Regions from separate parts of the Mus musculus genome. Here all the other regions are linked to region 2. Evidence: chromatin contacts called from public Hi-C and Micro-C data. All regions are on one chromosome and are shown on one strand. The core of a region is the stretch at or near the end of the contact, and the rest is flanking DNA. Distances in the headings are between cores, read along the strand shown.

Region 1 (3,762 bases), core at 674-3,173, 180 kb after region 2:
TGTTAGTAAGTAACTGGTTGCTTTTAAGTTATTTGTACGGGCAGGGAAGAGGACCCAGTCCCAGCTGCCTAAGGCCAAAGCCAGGATTTGAAGGTCAATATGGGCAATATAAGCAAGACCCAAGCAAAAGCCTGAAAACCGTCACTTCAGGCTTGAAGGCACACCTCAGTGCTAGGAGGCTGCCTTGCTCACAAACGCTGGTGTGAACCGAGCACCATTTGTAGAAGGGGAAAGATCCAGCCCAAGGAGCAGTTGAACTGAGCTTTCTGAGTGAGGCCAAGCTGCTAGCTGTGTGGGTGATCTTATACAAGTCTGTCATGCTGTTAGCTTTTTATTTGTAAATCATTGCCTCATTTTGAAGCAGCTAGAGTATTGAGCTGTAGAAGGTTGAGCCATTGGGATGCCTGAACACACCATGAGAGGTGGGGACTGTCTGAGCCTGTGCTGTCTCCCACAGGTGACCTGAAGCACATCACCAAGTTGAAGCCTTGGGGTCTTCTGGAGGTTCTGGTGGAGAAATATGAGTGGCCTCAGGAGGAGGCTGCCGGCTTCACAGATTTCCTGCTGCCCATGTTGGAGCTTATGCCTGAGAAGAGAGCCACTGCTGCTGAGTGTCTCCGGCATCCTTGGCTAAACTCCTAAGCCAGTCCTGCCACTGCAGCAGAGCTCATCATATGGACCTTCCCTCCAGCCCACCCCTCAAACTTCCCTCTCCTTTTTCAGGGCAAAGCTCTTTCTTTCAAGGGTTTCTATTTTTTTTTTAAACCAACATGTTCATTTGGGTTTGCTTCCTTGATCCTGTGGAAATTCCCACGGCCATTGGGCATCCTAGGTGAATTTGGCCTTGGTTGGGCTCTGCCAAAGACTAAAAGTGTGAACAGCCTCACCCTCTGCCCTGCCATCTTATTAGGTTGTCAGTGCCCTTTCTAAGAAGAGCTGTGAAGATCTGTGAGCCCATCCATCCTCTTTATTCACTGACTCTGAGAGTCACACTTTCTCGTGCACATCCGCCGCCAGCACAAGATTGAGGAGGGGAGGGCTGTGGATTCTGTGAACAGCAGAGACATTAAATGCGCTGTATCCAGGCTGCATCATCTTCCTGGATTCTATCTGTGGTTTCTATGCTCACATTTTTTTCCTGCGACTTTTATGCTACATTTTTCGATGAGCAACCAGTTTGGGTACCATTTTATCACTGTTGAAAGTATTGTTGGATCCCTCTCATCTTCTCACAACTAAGTTCCTGGAATCTTGAGTCTGTTGTTTTTGTTTTTTTTTTTTTTTTTTTTTTTTTTTTGGTTTTTGTTTTTTTTGTTGTTTTTTTTTTTTTTTTTTTTTTTTGGTTTTTTTGTTTTGATTTTTCGAGACAGGATTTCTCTGTGTAGTCCTGGCTGTCCTGGAACTCACTTTGTAGACCAGGCTGGCCTCGAACTCAGAAATCCGCCTGCCTCTGCCTCTCAAGTGCTGGGATTAAAGGCGTGTGCCACCACGCCCAGCTGAGTCTGGTTTTTAATGTAGACAAAAGAGAACCAGTGAATTTCAGTTACTGGGAGCCTCAGGTGTTGTGAAATAGTCCTTTTCTGTGTCCTGTGTTGCCGTAAGAACAGTCATTTCAGTCTGTCCTCCCATTTAGAAGGCCCTCCTGGAGCTTTGCCTGCTCAGCTTGAATGGACTGACTGTCTTGTAACGAGCTTTGGGGTGATCCAGACAGGAGACGAAGGTTTCTGAGCTGCCCTGTTCAGGGAGTGTTCCCTCCCACATTCCAAGGCCTTCCCAGACAGCTCTGCTTCCATCCACAGCTTTCCTGCCTTGCCTAGAATTCTGGCCTTGACTCAGTTTCTCCATGTGGCTGTGCTGTTCTCATTTCTCAGAGGCCTTTGAGATCCTGGGTGAGGAGCCAAGGGGAGGAGAGGCTGGCACTTTTCTCAATCGTTTTCCTGTTGGTTTTGACATGAGTCATCCTATGCTGCTATTTCCTTGTATAATGTAAGGTTTCTGTTTTGTTTTTAAACATCAATTTTGAGATGATTGAAATGTACTTGAGGCTTTTTCTTCTTAATGCAAAAAGGCTTTGTGAACTTTGTTTTAGGCTTGGCCCCTCATAGACTTGATTACCTAAACATTACATGTTCCTGGGGTGAAGCGTGCACGCATCAGAAGGACAGGATTGGGGTCACGTGACAGCTGCTTGCAGATTTTAGCAAGGACCAAGTGGGTCTTGATTATAGCACTCTGGAAACAGCTCAGTTTCTAACTTGGAGAAAGCCAGAGTCGCAAGCCTAGGCTCCCCTAAGCAAGCTCACTGAAACGCACCACTGCCTCCTTCCTGTGTGGAAGACTGGAGAGTCACCCTCATGATTGGCTCACCAGCAAGCAGCTTCCTGTAACTCATCAACTTCACCTGAGGAACTGGCCAGCCATTCATTGGCTCATGCTTGGTTATCTGGAACCAGACTTGTTCCTGTAGAAAGAGTTTTAAGTCAGGTTATCTATGCACCTATCAAGAATAAAGAGAGCAGATGACATCACATAACGGCAGGGAAATCTTACAGCAGTTTTAATCCACTCTGGGTTGTCAACTGTATTGACATCTAAAGCAATAGCAGACCTACCTGAAACTCCTTCTCAGCAAATCTCAGTTGTGGGATTATAGAAATCCTAGTGACATTAAGGTGACCTAACCAAGAAACACAAGCCAACAGCAGGTCTGTTTTAATCATTGACTCCATGGGAAATTTTAATGGGGGTAGAACCTGGAACCTCATTCCAGACATAAGTCCCACCAGATAAGGGCTTTCTCCTTGCTGCTTGAGGAGCCAGAGAACCTGGGAGAGTGGAAGGAGACAGGCGCAAAAGCTGCCCTTCTGTGGGCTCCTGAGCTTGGCCGAGCAGTTGGTGCCATAGAGGCCAGGTCTCCCTGATGGACTGCTGTTGGCTCCTGGTTAAAGATAAGGCCCCCCGAGGCCCTGATACGTTTTATATTCTTTCTACTGAGTGCGATGTTTGTGTCCTCACAAATGCAGATCAATAAACAGAGTATTTAATAACCTGCTTGGTTCCACAAGTTTGGTTTCTTTGTTGCCCAAGCAGTTAACTAAATATGCAATGAAACAGTAGCATAGGTATTGACCTTTGTGGGGGTTGTAATTTTGTTTCTCTAACTCTTTTTCCTTTTCTCTCTTTTTTTTTTTTTGTTTGTTTGTTTTGTTTTTCGAGACGGGGTTTCTCTGTGTAGCCCAGGCTGGCCTTGAACTCAGAAATCCGCCTGCCTCTGCCTCCCTAGTGCTGGGATTAAAGGCGTGTGCCACCACGCCCGGCTTGTTTCTAAGCTCTTTAATTGTGGCATTAACGTGTAATTTGAAAAATTGTAAGAAAACTTTCCCCAATTCAGGAGCTGGGGATATGGCTCAAGACAGTGATTATTTACCACATGAACACTGCCGTAAAAGGCCAGGTGTGAGAATACAGAAGCGTGACAACTTTGTGGGGTGGGAACAGGATTCCTGAGACTTGCTGGCTAGCCCTTAGCTGAGTCTATGGAGCTTACGGTTCAGGGAGACCCTGCCCCAGACAGTGAACACTGCTAGTGCCAATGTGGCTTCCTCACAGGTGTGCACTTGGACCCACGTTCTTCCCACAGCCGTCCATCCGCTTGGGAAGGATTCGGTTTACCCTGTCTGTCTGACAAATGACTGGTCCCAACATACAAGAAATTTCCAGCTAAGAGCCACTGGCAGGATGGAGGCAGTGTTGCGGGGTTGT
Region 2 (4,222 bases), core at 1,690-4,189:
TTCTTCCCAGGGGCTTCTTGCTCTTTTCTCAGAACTGCTGGCCATGCCCTCCAAATCTGACAGACAGTATCAGCACTCTGCTTAAGATTTCCACTCTTGTTGGGCAGTGGTGGCACATGCCTTTAATCCCAGCTCTTGGGAGGCAGAGGCAGTCGGATTTCTGAGTTTGAGGCCAGCCTGGTCTACAGAGTGAGTTCCAGGACAGCCAGGGCTACAAAGAGAAACCCTGTCTGGAAAAAAACAAAACAAAACACCTTCCACTCTTAGTGGGCTGGGGACATAGCTAGGCTGGTAGAGCTCTTGCCAAGCACGCACAAAACCCCGAGATTGATTCTCAGCACCAGTGCCTGGAATCCGAGCTCTTGAGAATCAGAGGCAGGAGGATCAGAAGTTCAAGGGCAATCCTTGTCTACATAGGTAGTTGGGGGCCAGACTGGGCTACAGGAGAGGTCCAATTTAAACACATAAACACACAAGGTACCAAAACACTCCCGCAGCCTCTGTAGCATTGACTAGGATGTGAAGCCTGGCAGAAGCTGCCACTAACACCTGGAATTCTCAGGAACATCCAAACACCCATCCTTGCCCAGGCACCTGCCAGCAAAACCGGACACTTTGACACTTTGTAACAGCCAAACCCCATCAGCCAGATTGTCCGGGCTATCTGATCCTCACTTCCTTCTAGGGGAAAAAAAAACCCTCTAGGTATCATGAAGTCCAAAGTCACACCTGGCCACCAGGAATGGGTGAGGAGAGTCAGTACACACCCTGTGAGGGCCAGCAGCTCTTCTTGGTGCCAGGGTCTGATAACAAGGGTAGGAGCTGTGTAGACAGCTCTGGGGGGGGGGGGCAGGTACCCTACAGCCCTTCCACCCACAGCCAAGGGACCTCTCCAGGGAAGATCTCAATGTAAAAGCAGAGGCACAAGAACTGCTAGGTGGGGGGGGACGGACCCCTTTCTGCGCGGAAGCTACCCTGCCCCAAAGTATTCCCGAGCCAGCCTTAAGATCTGCCAACACCCCAATCCAGCCCGACTCACAAATCATGGAAGCTCCGAAGGGAAGACGCAGGGGTGAAGACATCCAGAAGCCCAATGACCTGGAGAGAGGCCACCAGTGAGGGTGCGCTGCCAACGCCATTCTTCCCTGTCCTGAGGGTCTCAGCCACCCAGGGCCACCATCCAGGTCACCCTCTGCTACGGAAGGTGGCCCCAGCTGGCATGGGAACAGTTTGGGGGCCCAGGCAGAAGAGGACATTTGCCTGGGCTGGAGAGATGGCTGAGAACAAGGTAAGTTTGATCCCAAATTTGGGGTTTGGGGTGAACAGTCCCACTTGTAACTAACAAATCTTGAGGGTCAAGGGGGGAAGAGGAGAGAAGGATGAGAACTCCAGGTCCTTGGGACTCTGGACCTCAGCTCTAGCCTTGGACCCCGGGTCTCTAGCCACATCTGTCAGTCTGTCCAGAGCTAGAGGCAAGTCCCCTCCACCTCGAAGCTGGAGGCCACTGAGGAAAGGTTATCTGAAAGGATTAGGGTTCACGATGTACAAGGCTCTATTTGAAATGGACCCTAGCCCTTCTGCCTGGCCCAGAGCTGGGTCACGGGGTCTGTTTCCATCAGACAGGATGGTCAAATGGTCAGGCACCAGGCTCTGCCTCCCGCCCCTTCCAACCTCAGCTCTGCCGCTGCAGAACCGGGGAAACCTTTCTGTGCCTTGGCATGTGTTACGGAGAGGATTATAAAAGTTAGCCAGCCCCCACCCCCGCATGCATTAAATACTCAGTATTTATTGTTAGACTTAGAGTGGCCAGAATGGAGGCAGCTTTAGCTCAAGTGCCCAGGCTCATCGGACTGGAGTCCTCACAGAACCAATCGCGAAGCTCCCCTGTGCCTACTTCCTCCTCACAATCAAGAAAAGGTTGTGTGTTTTCTGGGAAGCGAGCTGGGCAGGCCCTGGCATCTTCTCATTGGGCTCTCCTTAGAGAGCTGAGAAACCAGGGTGGAGCAGAGGAAGTTCTTTCTCCTGGCCCTGCGCGCACGACCCTGGGCAGGCCCCTCCTGGGCCCCTCTCCCTGCCCTCCGATCCCCGGCACATCCACACCCCGAGGCAGCCTACGTTCTCATGGTGCATGTGCTTCAAGAGCAGAAGCTCGCGGTAAGCGCGCTTGGCAAAGATCTCCGACTGGAAGGGCCGGCTCAGCTTCTTGATGGCCACCTTCTCCCCTGTCCGCTTGTCGATGGCCGAGCTGCGGGGTCACAGGCAGGTGAGGGGGAGGGGCGGCGCAAAGGGCCTAAACTGGAGATCCCTCCAGCCCTGTCCTAGGCCACCCCCATTCTGTGCTCCCCAGGCTGGCCGGAGACCAGCAGAAAGAGAGAGAGAGAGAGAGAGAGAGAGAGAGAGAGAGAGAGAGAGAGTGTGTGTGAGTAGGGGGCGACGCCAAGGAAGGGGCGGCAGAGCAAGGAGAGAAGCAGTTCTTGCTGACAGGATGCAGAGCAGGCCAGGAGTCCCTGCTCTGCGATTTGGCAAGTTCCCCTCTTGGGGCCTCATCTGCAACCGCAGGGATCTGTCCCACGAACTCCGAGATCCCTTTTAAAAAGTTACAGCCTTGGAGAACCAGATTCGCCAGCGACTCAACCCACAGGGGCCCCACTGCCACCGGGCTCACTCGGGGAGGCTGCCGAGGGGTGGCCCGTGGCTCCTCTGATTCCTGGGGTCCCCGGGTCTCACCACACCGCTCCATAGGCCCCGCTGCCGACGTGCGCGGGCGCCAGGTAGGTCTTGGGTAGCTCCCAGGCAGTCTTGTTGATGTCCTGCTTGTAGAAGCCCCTTTTCCGAGTGAGGCTCATCCCGGACCCCGTGGTGGCGGTCCTGCGAGGAGGTTGCGGTGGCTGCCCGCGGGCTCCCGGCCCGGGTGTCCCGCCGCGGTCCCCTCCCGCCCCGCGCCCGCTCCTCCCCCGTGGGGCGGCGCACCTGCCGCCTCGCCCAGGTACGTTCCCGCCCCGGCCCGCCCACCGCTCGCCCGCGCTCCGGACTCCGCCCATCACCGGCGAACGCCCCAGGCCCCACCAGCCACCTGCTGCAGGTGCTGAGGGAGGAGGGGGGTGCCCTGCGGGAAAGGGGTGCCTGCGAGGCTGCCTAGAGACTGTAGGAAGAGTTGGGAATGGGGTTAGGGCGCGGGGGGGGGGGCGCTCAACTTGTTGCTAGTTGGGCTAGTTTAAGAAATATACCCTTCACATGTAAGGCGTGGTGGCTCAGGTCTGTACTCAACACAGGAGATAGAGGCAGAGACAGGAGAATTGCTACGATTTTGAGTCCAGTTCAGTACATAGTTCAATGCCAGACTAGGTGAGACCCTGAGGAAGAAGGGAGAGGAGAGACTAGAGAGGAGAGATACAGAGAATGAACAGAGAAGGAAGAGAGGGATAGAAGAAAGGAGGGAGAGATAGAGAGGGTGGGAAGAGAGGGAAGGGGAGAAGAAGGGAGGAAGGGAGGGAGGAAGGAAGGATAGAGAAATAACGTCATTCTTGACTACGCAGTAAACTGGAGACCAGCATAGGTTACATAGTGAGACCCCACAGAAAGATGGAGAGGTTGTTCAGCAGGTTAGAGACTGCACCGCTCTTGAGGATGACCTGAGTTTGGCTTCCAGCACCCAGGTCATCATGCACATAGTTAAACAAAACAAATAAGCAAATAAATAAACAAAAATAGGCATCGTGGTGCACACGCCTTTAATCCCAGCACTTGGAAGGCAGAGGCAGGTGGATTTCTGAGTTTGAGGCCAGCCTGGTCTACAGAGTTCCAGGACAGCCAAGGCTACACAGAGAAACTCTGTCTCAACACCCCTCCTCCCAGAAAACCCTCCGGAGATCCCCAAACAACAACAACAACACAAGAACCCTACAATTCATGGGGTTCTACATGAGCTCCTGTGACCCCAGGACTCTTGTCTTTTCAGTAAGCAGGACTCTCAGATCCTAAGGCTCAGCGACTGACCAGGGCTCAGACTCTATTCCTCTTCCCCATTTTTCTGAAACAAACTCCAGGCATCCAATCCTTCTTCTCATGAGAGATTTGCTGTCTTACACCCAGAGTCGACGGCTGCTAATTCTACAGTCCCCAGAGTTCACAAAGATTTAAACATCCACCGGAGTTTGTTTGATACTGGTGGTGATGGTTTTGTTTTGTTTTTAGCTTTTTAAGATTAATTTATTTTATGTAT
Region 3 (4,261 bases), core at 390-2,889, 220 kb after region 2:
GGGCACTAGGTCAAGGTAGGTGTATCTCCCGTCCTTCTCACCTCAGAGAGGTTAAGGAAAAGATTCTCATCTGGTGTGCAACAAGCACCTACTATGTACAGTCGCTGGAAGGGGGACAGGACGACAGGGAATGTGACTCAATGAGTCTTTGCAAGTTCCCCTTCCTTGGGGCAGCCCAGGATGTAAAAATACCACATAGAAGAGAGACTGCAGGATGAATAGTAGTTGGTAGTGGGGCAGGGCACCTGAAGAGGCAGGTGGGGGTGAGGGCTGGGGAGTGGGGGAGCAGAGGCATCTGTCTCTTTTTATAACCTCCCCCACTCTTTCCCTGCTTGTGGGTGTCTCACCTGTGGCAAGCACCCCATGCCTATGCGGGACTTGGGGGTGCAGAAGGCTCCGCTTCTCTCCAGGTCTATGAGGCAACAGTCACTGGAGCACTGAGTGTGGTGGACACACTTGTCTCCGTTGGCCTGGAGAAATAGCCCCTTGGTTACTAGCTCTTGTCTACAGAAGGATGACAGAGGTCCCAGCATTGCCCAAGAACCTCAGGGTCCACGAGGGAAAGCCATGAGATTGTCACCTCAGACCCCCACCCAGGGTATCCCTCCTAGAAGCTGGACTTGACTGAGAAAGAAAGAAAGAAAGAAAGGAAGGAAGGAAGAAAGAAAGAGGAGGCTGGTGAGATGGCTCGGTGGTTAAGCACACTGACTGCTCTTCCAAAGGTCCCGAGTTCAAATCCCAGCAACCACGTGGTGGCTCACAACCATCTGTAATGAGATCTGACTCCCTCTTATGGGAGCTCTGAAGCCAGCTACAGTGTACTTAAGAAATAATAAATAAATCTTAGGAAAAAAAAACCTAACTTTATAAACAAAAAACAAAAAAAGAGTCAGGAGCTGGGCATCCTGCCCCCTCACCTGTATGGATTCCATAGCTAATGGGCATGAAGAGAGGGGGCAATATGGCTCAGCCAGCAAAGGAGCTTGCTGTGCAAGCTGGACGACCTGAGTTCAATTTCCCCCCTTCCTGGGACTGAGTAAAGATGGGAGGAAAAAACAGACTCCACTGAGATAGATGTCTCTGGCCTCACATGCACGGACATAGGAGGGGGAGAGGGAGGGAGGGGGGGAGGGAGGGAGGGAGGGAGGGAGGGAGGGAGGAAGGAACCTTTAGAATTTTAAAAAAAATGGAAGGGAGAAAGGGGAGAGGAAGACTTTGCATCTAGAAGGGTCCCTAGGTCTTGGAGGAGAGCATGGGAACCCCAGAATCAGCAGGTAGAGAGGGCTTGGGATAGTGGGGGAGGGGTGGTGAGCCCAGGGCTGAGAGAGCAGAGAGGAGGGCTGGGCCAGGGGCATGGTCTCCAGTCCAGGAAAGGCAAATGAAACCTGCCCAGGACTGTGAAGTACACCTACAATACCCACTACCCCCACCTCCATCCCTACCCCACTTCAGACGGGGTGTGCATCCGACAGCCCTCGGTCCCCACCTTTCCGTCCCAGGGCAAGTCAAGGGCAATGCTCACCTTTTTGGGAGGTGAGTTTTCACTGTGTCTGTGTGGCAGGGTCCCAGCAAGCAAAGCCAGGACGGTGACCAAGGCCTGAGTGAATGCCATGATGGCCTGGGTGGCCGCAAGCTCCCTGAACCCGGCTGGGGATAAGTCCCTGTCGCTGTGGGAGTGGGAGCCAGCCAGCGTGGGCCCGATGGTCACAGACTGTCCTGCTCAGTGCATGTGGGACAAGGACGGCTGATTCCCAGGCTAGGCTTTGGCAGCCTCTGGATGGGCTGGAGGGAGGAAAGGCTCTGGACCAACCGGGCATTTGTGCTGTAGAACCCGCGGACCTTATACTGGCTACTTTGAAACACAGAATTCAAACTGTGAAGGAAAAGATATTTTCTTTACTCATCTCCGAGTAGCGAGTTTGAAGGGGGTCGGGTGTGCGGTGCAGAGCTGCCAAGCTCACTAAGGGGCCAGGGCCAGGGCCCTTAGAGGGAAAGAGATCCATAGCACGTTCCTACCCAAAGTGCCTAGGGCGGCAAAGAATCCCTGAGGCAGACGAGGGAGACATTTGGAGACAATGGAGACTTGACTGGGGTTTCCGGGCAGGGGCAGATGGGATGAAGGTGAGGCAGGAGGGTGAGGGGGTGAGCTCAGGGTTGTGGGGTGAGCTCTAGTGGAATGCAGAGCAGAGAATCAGGGTGGTTATTAGCGGAAGCTTGCTGGGACCCGGAGCCCAGCTGCAGTGGCTTCTCTGAGAAAAGCTATTTACTACGGGGCTAGTATTGGGACCAGGGACTCTAGCCTGCGACCCTAAATACAGGACGAGGCTGGTTGTCCTAATCTGCGAGGACAGCAGACTTGAAGGACAGCTGGTGCTAACTTCGAGCCACCCACACCGTCCCTATACACATTCCTGTGGCGGGGCAGGGCTGGAATATGCAGTGTGTTCTCATCCCTTCTGCCGGCCGTGCTGGCCCACAGGTCTCAGAAAGCTTCCTGAGCTGACACAGCTGGTCTCCAGACCTGGCTGACCTTTAACCCCTGTAGTCACCCCTGGACACAGGTTGACAATCCTACCGAGTCGCCAGGTATGTTGTTCCATAGCCTGACTCCTAAAGCAGGGTACTATTTCTAGAAAGATGGTCTACGGCAGGGGAATTCCTCAGCAGGGCCAGAGAGAGTTCTGTGCAACCTCTGTGTTCAGGTGAGATACACTCACACAGCCTCAGGGAAGCCAGGAGCTAGTGTTCTACTAAAGCTATTCATATGCGGGCTAGATGCATGCGTTCTCTGACCTCAAGCCTTGTCCTTACCTCCCCCTACCCCCATGAGTCTGACCACATTGCTACCCAACCCCTTTGCCAGTGAAGGTTCCTTCCTTCATTACCAAGAGGTAAGAGTAAGGAATTCAAGCCAGACTAGCATTAAACCTCATTTGTTTTTGTTTTGTTTTTTGTGACAGGGTTTCTCTGTATAGCCCTGGCTGTCCTGGAACTCACTCTGTAGACCAGGCTGGCCTCGAACTCAGAAATCCGCCTGCCTCTGCCTCCGGAGTGCTGGGATTAAGGCATGCGCCACCACGCCCGGCTTAAACCTCATTTGTTATCATTGTTTATTCTAAGATCAAAGTCTCCTATATTCCCTCAGGAGGCTGGTCTTGAACTCCATAGACTGTGATAATGATCACTGGGTAAAGTTGTTTACTACCAAGCCTCAAGACCTGAGTTCAATCCCCAGGACCCCACATAGTAAAAGGAGAACATCAACTCTTGCAAATTGTCCTCTGACCTCCAGAGGAGGAGCATGGTAGAAACACACACACACACACACACACACACCCCACACATACAGACTCACACCACACATACAGACTCACTCCTGCATCTGTCTTATGAGTGCTGGGGTCACAGGCACAGACTTCCATACCCAGTTTGATGCTTGACACCTTGCCTCGTTTCTATGGTGCTAAGGACTGAACCCAGCTCGTTGTGCCTCCAAATCTAATGCTTTGCATGTAAAATTCCAAAGAAACGGTTCTGCGTCCACAGACATGTCAAGCCAGGATGGCAGAGACATAGACACACCGATGTCCTGAGGTGTCTCTCCTCCATGCAAGACTCTGCGGAAAGAGATCGATTCTCAGCATATAGCCTCAGCTGGCCTGGAATTTGGTATGTAGAGGTGGCTGGCTTCAAACTCACAGAGCTCCACTTGCTTCTGTTGTCTGAGTGCTGGGATTAAAGGGGTGTCGAGGTTTGTTTGTTTGTTTGTTTGTTTGTGCTGAGATAGGGTTCTACTTTGTAGCCCAGGCTGGCCTGGAACTCTTTATGTAGTCCAGGTTGGCTTCAAATTCATGGCAATCCTCCTGCCTCAGCCTCCCAAGTATTTCGATTACAGGGGTGAGCCATCACACCCAGCTCTGCAGGATTTTTATTTTATTCTCTTTGGTCTTTAATAAATGCTAGTGGTGAGCCATCACTGGTTTCTACTGCCTCCTGGTGGAACACCCACTCTTCTACCACTGCATAGGGTCTTCCTGGTTTGTCCAACCACCTTAGCCATTTATCTGTTTCCACCAGCCAACTGTGTGACTTTCCTGGATTCTTAAGTGACTCCCTGCTGCTCAGGTGGCCTTGAGGGCCCAATGGACCAGCCATACATGTCCAGCCTGAGAATTCATTATGAAGGAGTTGTATAGCAGCCAATGGCTGAATTCACCCAGAGTCCTCAAAGTTGGTACCCACCCCACCCCCACTCCTAAAT

What was found. A called contact is a pair of places that touch in the nucleus more often than the background predicts.
Region 1: a Hi-C map of CD8 T cells shows a contact between it and region 2, with 1.9 times the contacts expected there. The contact joins the enhancer-like site here to the promoter of Mapk13 in region 2. A contact is called at or near these places in 2 of 39 promoter capture datasets (liver and neural stem cells), 2 of 484 Hi-C or Micro-C datasets (CD8 T cells and group 2 innate lymphoid cells), 2 of 115 datasets of contacts at active chromatin or transcription factors (embryonic stem cells and pancreatic cancer cells) and 1 of 9 other capture datasets (adipose tissue).
Region 3: a Micro-C map of embryonic stem cells shows a contact between it and region 2, with 2.2 times the contacts expected there. The contact joins the promoter of Clpsl2 here to the promoter of Mapk13 in region 2. A contact is called at or near these places in 2 of 39 promoter capture datasets (hematopoietic stem and progenitor cells and trophoblast stem cells), 5 of 484 Hi-C or Micro-C datasets (embryonic stem cells and liver), 2 of 115 datasets of contacts at active chromatin or transcription factors (both in embryonic stem cells) and 1 of 9 other capture datasets (adipose tissue).

The regions. Positions count from the first base shown.
Region 1 is chr17:28,586,937-28,590,698 of GRCm38.p6, reverse strand. Srpk1 (serine/arginine-rich protein specific kinase 1) reads left to right here. Exons shown (of 16, transcript NM_016795.4): 16 at 458-1,111. The coding sequence ends at 642. Among named protein-coding and RNA genes, the nearest start is that of Lhfpl5, 13 kb to the right of the region's middle. Within about 2 kb of position 1,923, at least 27 of the 459 cell types and tissues checked have an H3K27ac peak or open chromatin away from gene starts, as enhancers often do. A contact at or near this core is called in CD8 T cells and embryonic stem cells, where this site is marked.
Region 2 is chr17:28,768,034-28,772,255 of GRCm38.p6, reverse strand. It overlaps Mapk13 (mitogen-activated protein kinase 13), which reads right to left and starts at 2,939. Exons shown (of 12, transcript NM_011950.2): 1 at 2,728-2,939; 2 at 2,116-2,245; 3 at 1,040-1,098. The coding sequence starts at 2,846.
Region 3 is chr17:28,546,865-28,551,125 of GRCm38.p6, reverse strand. It overlaps Clpsl2 (colipase-like 2), which reads right to left and starts at 1,639. Exons shown (of 3, transcript NM_001034871.2): 1 at 1,523-1,639; 2 at 348-470. The coding sequence starts at 1,612.